Linked DNA regions of Gasterosteus aculeatus: region 2 is linked to region 1. Evidence: chromatin contacts called from public Hi-C data. All regions are on one chromosome and are shown on one strand. Each heading gives the region's core, a stretch centred on a gene start, on an enhancer-like site or on the middle of the called end of the contact. The rest is flanking DNA. Distances are from core to core; before and after follow the strand shown. Region 1 overlaps palm2akap2 (PALM2 and AKAP2 fusion). Region 2 holds the start of palm2akap2 (PALM2 and AKAP2 fusion).

Region 1 (3,212 bases), core at 446-2,945:
AGGAAAGGTAACTCCTGGTCCGAGAGTCAGGACACACAGTCCAACAATCTGATAAGAATTTTAGCTTTTTATGCATTATTTTTGCACACACACACACTTTGCTCCTCGCCAGGTGGACAGTGTCCCTCATCGCAAGTATTTGAGTCCGAGCCTCGGGGACAGCTAGTAATGTCTGGAATGTCAGTTCACCTCAAGGAGAATCAGAAACACACACGGCAATACACACCTCTGACACAAAGACCACACTCACACCGCCATGCACCGCAGCACACACACACACACGCCTTGTATTGTGTGTTGGTGGAGTCGAGTCGCATTGCATATGAGACATTCCTGTACTATAGGTCTGTCTTCCCGAGGCAGTAAAGGGATATCCTCCCCCCTCTGTGCTGTCCTGCCTGCTGGACACACACACACAAACACATTCCTGCCCGCGCAAGCACACACACACACACACACACGCAGCAAACAATGGATCGAACGTAAGAGGGCCGAGGCTCTAGTCTGTGAATGTGTGTAAACACAAGTGACATCTGGTCGTCACATGGTCGCTAACATCATTAACTGGGTGAAAAATCATTTGAGTGTGTGAGAGTGTGAAGAAAACTAAGAGCTCCGAGATGAAAAGGGAACTTTAAACGTCTTTAAAACTTCAATACAGGTCAGTGTCAATCATAGTGCGGCTAAACAAAGAATAAAGTTGACAAAGTGACTAATGGCTAACTGTACTTTTCTGTCAAGGGCTAGTAAAGTTTTCATTTCTAAAGCTTAGCTTTGTCACATATTGATAATAACATTCCCATAACATAAGTACAGCTTCACAGAACTGATAGCATCGCTGCACACACATCGTTACACAGATGATGTATTAGATTAGAGAATAACTGCATCGGTTTATTTTCTCCCTTTCCATGCAGAGTAATAAAAGTAGTCCATACATCGTATCACTGGTAGACTTGTAGATGTGGGAGGCCGTCTTTGAAGAGATTGTGTTATTCTGACTTTCACACCCTTCATGAGAGAGTGGAAGCATGAGTCAGCCGGACCGGTACAAACAGAAACAATAGAGGTTATCACAGGAGTGTGCGGGGGAGAGACAACCGAGAGTAGAGGGTTCCTTCAGTGTAGACAAGACAAGGCTTTTTTTATCCCGCCCCCCCCCCCACCCCGTGTGAGTCCAGTCCAACAGTCCGAGGGAGGAAAAGCAGACGCAGGAGAGGACGCAAAAGAGCAGCCGAGGGGATTCAGAGAGAATTAAGACCAAGAAGTTCAACGGGAGAGAATAGTAGTCGAAGGAAAGAAAATGATCCGGCTTTGAAGCATGACTGCCCACTTTCTGAGCAAAATGTCCCGCTGATTCCTGCAGGAACGCCTCGTGCGGAGGGTTCACCTGGGCGGGATTGTCTGAGAACATCTTTTAATGAGTTGTTAAGTGTACGAGTGGGACCAAAGCAAACACCTCCTCCTCATGAGCCTATGTGCAGTTCACTCCTCAAGTGGTCCTCAATAAATCCCACCCCCCCATACACACACACACACACACACATTCTCTCACGTGTTATAAAGACAGGGGTCAGCAACCCCTCGTGGAAGATACTCGGCCCGAGGCGGTGAAACAGGAAGCCGGTAGAGTGTGTGTTGGTGGGAGTGGGTAAATGTAGCTCCTTGCTATCTGTGGGTGTGGAATGTGTCAGATGGATGGTTCACAAAAGCAGAAGGTCACAGATTTGATCCTAGGATGCACTTGTGTCCACCGGTGTGTCCTTTACTCAGAGTGAAATGTCCACCACAGGCCATCAGTGATTTAATGTCTATGTTATTTTGTATCCCATTCGAACAGTCAAAAAACATTTTAATCCAACAAAATGTTTCGGCATTTCCACCTGCAGCTGTTGAAGCTCAGGATGCCTCTCACCTCTTTTCCCCCTGTAGGATCCTACGTATGCCAGGTATTCAGCTCACCGATTCACGCTTGTGAGGTTATTTGATCCCAAATAGAATCATTTTCCGTTGAATAAAAAGTCGTCTTGTGTTTGTTCGGACAGCAGAGAAGGAGTCGGCGCCCTCTGGTGGTGGAAGCAAGTCGCAGCGCACTCCTGCTGCTGCTTCATTGGTTTCCTATAAACTCAACACACTACTACTGCAATGCAGACCGGCTCGTCCATGTGCGCGACGTGTTTTTAAAACAGGTTCACATCTCTCACTGCTCTCGTTTCCAGAAGTTGTGGCGGGCCGTCGATGATGTCAGTGACGCCGCGCCAAGAGAGCGGGCCTTGAAGAGCGTCAGTTTCCAGGAATCGGTCAGCGTTATCACTGACGGGCCTGCGAGCATGGAAGTGGAGAGCCAGCAGATCCAACATGGCTGCCTCAGCGGCCCCAGAAACCGCGCTCACAATGCAGCGCCTCCTGACGGCGACGGGGTGCAGGTACGCATGAAGTATCTTAATATCCTTTATCGTTTTACAGCAGGAGGAGTTTGACTATCATCATAATGCATCACTTGTCTCTGTCCACAGGAGATCCGCTACTTGGACCAGGTCTTAGACGCCGCCTCAGAAACTCCCACCAACGGAATCTCTCCCCCCTCAGAACACACCGGGCCGATCGCCGTCAACAGGGGCTCCCCCGCCGTCAGCGTGTCCGCCTCCTCTCCCGTCGATCCCCAGTCGATCGCCGTGGAGGGGCGGGGACAGACCACGTTCGTCCACCGGGACGACTTCGCCCCGAGGACCAACGGCCACGGTCAGGGGGAGGAGTCAGGGAGCGGCAGGGCCAAGTTTGAGCTCAGAGCGTTCCAGGAGGAGCGGCGGCCGGCGAAGCTCTTCGTCCCGGGAGAGGAGCAGGAGGTCAGGGTGACGCGGAGACGACCGTCGGGGGAGGTGAGCGGCTGAGCGGATTATGTGTATCTGTATGTGTTGTGGGGAAACAAAAGGGTTAGAAATAAGAGTCCTGAGGAAGGCTGGTGAATGCCAAGACATTACAGCATCTTATCTTAAGTGGTCTCACCAAATGAACAGTGTGAGCTAGTATACATTTGAGTATATTTTTTAATCCAAACACTACATTTAAAGTCAGGCACTTATTATTGCCCTTTGTCACCAAATCTAAACTGCGAAAAAAACAAGCTTCAAATGAAAGATTTATAGTATCAAGTATCTATTTAGTAAACAGAAACTGCCTAAAAGCTGAACCATAAGTTAGCTGTTAGCAGA
Region 2 (3,212 bases), core at 365-2,864, 50 kb before region 1:
ACAAGTGTGAAGTAAAGATAGGTAAAGAAAGAGGGAGTAGAAAGAGGAATTGACAAATATAAAAAGATAGAGAAACATTTTCTTTTACAAAATATACATACAGGCGAGATAGAAGAAAGACCGAATAGCAATATCAAACACGGGCCGGCAAGGCGAGAAAGAAGAACCTTGGTCTCTGTTTTCACTCCAGGCACTGCTGCTAAGCACTAAGTTTATAGACCAATAAAAAGTCTGCCGAGCTTCTCGTTCGTGTTAGGATCCAGACTAAACGGTTTCTCCCTGTACCACGCTGGCAGCTGGCAGCTGGATTGTTGTCTTCGTCCGGCATGGGCCGCGTCCGACAGTCTAAACACGGTGCCGTCTACCCAACTGCTGCGGCCGTTTATGATATCATATATCCATATGTGTGACATGTGACAGCTGTTCCCCTTTGTCCGTCCACCTCCTACTTGCATGTTTTTCAGACTGCTCCCCTTACGTCCTTTGTGCGGTTTCACTAGTGGTTATGGCACGTGTAAATGGCGGTCTTCTTCGATGCCACCTGACTTAACTTCGCCATGGCCCGTTTGTTGACGAGCACTCATGTCACCAGGCCGCTTAAAATGCAGCCGGGAACGCAGTATTTCAGACGGATTATCATGTTGTAACACAGAATATCCGGTCATGGTCAAATATTTTGGACACGCCAGTCTGTAAAAAGACAGATCATCATTCAGCAGTTAGAATGCAGAATGCACGCTTAGAATGCAAATCTCCCTTGAGGAGATTATCCGTGCAGATTTGTCTACATCCAGCTGCAAAACTCGTGAAGGTTGGCCATCAACATGACAACTCCAACTCCATCTGGAGGATTTGAGTCCCGGAGTGCGCTGCTCCACGAGATGCTGAATGTCCGTGGTGACGTGCGGTGTAGTCACGGTCAAACCAGGATTGGGAAAGGGACTCTACTTTTTGTTTAGATTGTGTGGAAATAAATCAAACAATGACTGGCAGACTTCTTGTAAATCCCGTCCATTCAGTCGACCATCAGCCATACAGGCGTCCATTCCTCGCTGTCCCGTTTAAAGTTGTAGGACATCGCTTTTTTTTTTTTTATAATGATGGAGTGGTTTCTGAGTTTCCCATCTGCCTCTTTAAATGAATCCCTCTCCACTCTCGCAGGGGAAAGGTTCTCAGGGTAGCAGCAGGGACGAGGCGTGTTGGCCACTCCTTTATTATACCGAGACTCCCCCAAGGCTCTATTCCTCTCCGTCTCCCTCTCTTTGGCGTCCTATCCTCCTCCTTCCCTCTCTCATCTCCGTCACACACGACCTCACTCTCCTCACCTGCAAATCCCTCATCCCTTTGTCTCTCTCGTTAACATCATCACCTGGACATTAATACACCAGTGCTTCTCTCTTGTGTTCTCTCTCACACACACACACGCACACACACGCACACACACACGCACACGGACACGCACACACTCTCATCCCATCGCCTCCTGCCGGCAGTGCAGGTCGACGCAGGAGCGGCGGCGGCAGCAGCTGCTCTGACAGATTCTGCAGAGACAAACCCACTGAAAAAGGCAGGAGGAAAGAAGGGAGAAAGGCGGAGGAAAGGGAGGGAGGGAGGGAGGGAGGAGAAGAAGTGGACACAACTCTGTGCGAGAGGACAGCGGAGCAGAAGGCGAGGAGGAAGAGGGGAAGGCGAGCCGAGGGGCGCTGCAGCCATGGCAGACACACCTTTGCAGAGGAACGGCACGGCAACGGCCCCGTAAGTAGTGGCATGTTCTCTTCCTTCCCCTTTTGAAATATTCATTATTATTTCTTATCCATCTCTGCCTCCATCTCCATCCTCGCCTCGCCTGCATCCCTCCACCTCTCGCTCCCCTCCATCTGACAGGGCTGGGTTGCCATGGGAACGGGAGCTCCGTCATGGTGAGGCTGCTGCTCAGTCATGACTGGCGAGGGGACCCGCCGTACATCGTGTGCACTCCTCCCTCCCTCCCTCCCTCTCTTTTCTTTCAGTCACCCTCTCCCTCCCTCTGCAGACCTCCCCACACACATCAGCCCTCCTGGGCTTTACTCGTCCCGCGTGACGTTTCATCTTTCCACCACCTTCTCTCGGTGTCCTCTTGCAGACCTTCTTCATTCACATCCTACCGTGCCTGATGTTAACACCATTCTACGTTATGGAGTGTGCGTGTGTGTGTGTGCATGCGTGCGTGTGTGTGTGTGTGTGCGAGAGTGGCGGTTTTCAGCATAGCCGGTCGCTGTGTTCTAGCACAGTCCGCCATGCGGCAGAATGGTTCTTCCTGTGTGTCTGTGTTTGAATGCGTGTGTGTGTGGGATCGTCGTGCGTCTCTACTGTTATAGAAACGAGTGCCCATGCATTGAAGAATGAAAATGAAATCAAAACTCACTTACTGGCATTTCATCTGTCTTTTAATCAGGACAGCAGACACACCAACCGAACCTGCGTTCGCATTTGTGGCTTATGGGGACAGAATAACAGCAAGACGTGAAGCAAGAAAACACTGGCTATCATGGAACTCTGGTGGAAATGTTGCTGTTCAAACCCCGTCTGATGCTGACTGTCAAGTCTTTGATGACGTGTCCCAAAAGAACAAAATCAGCAGATTTCCAAAGCAATCTGACATTTCCAGACAAGGACTTGTCATTACTCAAAGGCCCAAAGGGAAAACAATAGAAAGAGAAAAAATGACCGTTGTGTATTTTATGAATATTATGTGACAACCCAAGATATCCTAATGAAATAGCATAGCCGTACTGGCCAAACGGAATAATGTAATGTAACCCTACATGTGAGCGATGGCCTTTCAGAGGAAAGAAGTCCCATTTTCCTGCTGCTTTAAGAGATAGTTGCATGCTGTTTGCAGCCTTGCTAGGCGAGCGATTAGCAGCGTGTGTGCTGCTTAGCTAGTCCGTCATTACACTGTTCAGTTACATTTTAATTTAGGGTTTCCCGCTGACTGGCCAAACAAGCGGATACAAGCTCTCTGTTGGTGTCTTTACCACAGAAATGGAAGTCATTTGTCTAGTGACGCTGGATATGACCTAAACCAGGGCAGGTGTCAAGGTCGGTGAAAGAGGGCGAGACCCCGGATGACAGTCTGACATATGTTAGACGCACTTTTAGTAAAGGGCTTTTGTTGTGTGTGTGACTTTGGGTACGGGCACTAACCAACACATCTGGTAGATGTGTTATAT

What was found. A called contact is a pair of places that touch in the nucleus more often than the background predicts.
Region 2: a contact with region 1 is called in a Hi-C map of skeletal muscle, with 13 times the contacts expected there. The contact joins the promoter of palm2akap2 here to the enhancer-like site in region 1. A contact is called at or near these places in 3 of 6 Hi-C or Micro-C datasets (skeletal muscle and whole body).

Annotation. Positions count from the first base shown.
Region 1 is chr14:10,671,379-10,674,590 of fGasAcu3.hap1.1, reverse strand. It overlaps palm2akap2 (PALM2 and AKAP2 fusion), which reads left to right. Exons shown (of 17, transcript XM_078088461.1): 10 at 2,220-2,426; 11 at 2,517-2,879. Among protein-coding and RNA genes, the nearest start is that of slc46a2, 8.0 kb to the right of the region's middle. Within about 2 kb of position 1,695, at least 1 of the 9 cell types and tissues checked has open chromatin away from gene starts, as enhancers often do.
Region 2 is chr14:10,721,093-10,724,304 of fGasAcu3.hap1.1, reverse strand. palm2akap2 (PALM2 and AKAP2 fusion) reads left to right here and starts at 1,614. Exons shown (of 17, transcript XM_078088461.1): 1 at 1,614-1,755. The coding sequence starts at 1,712.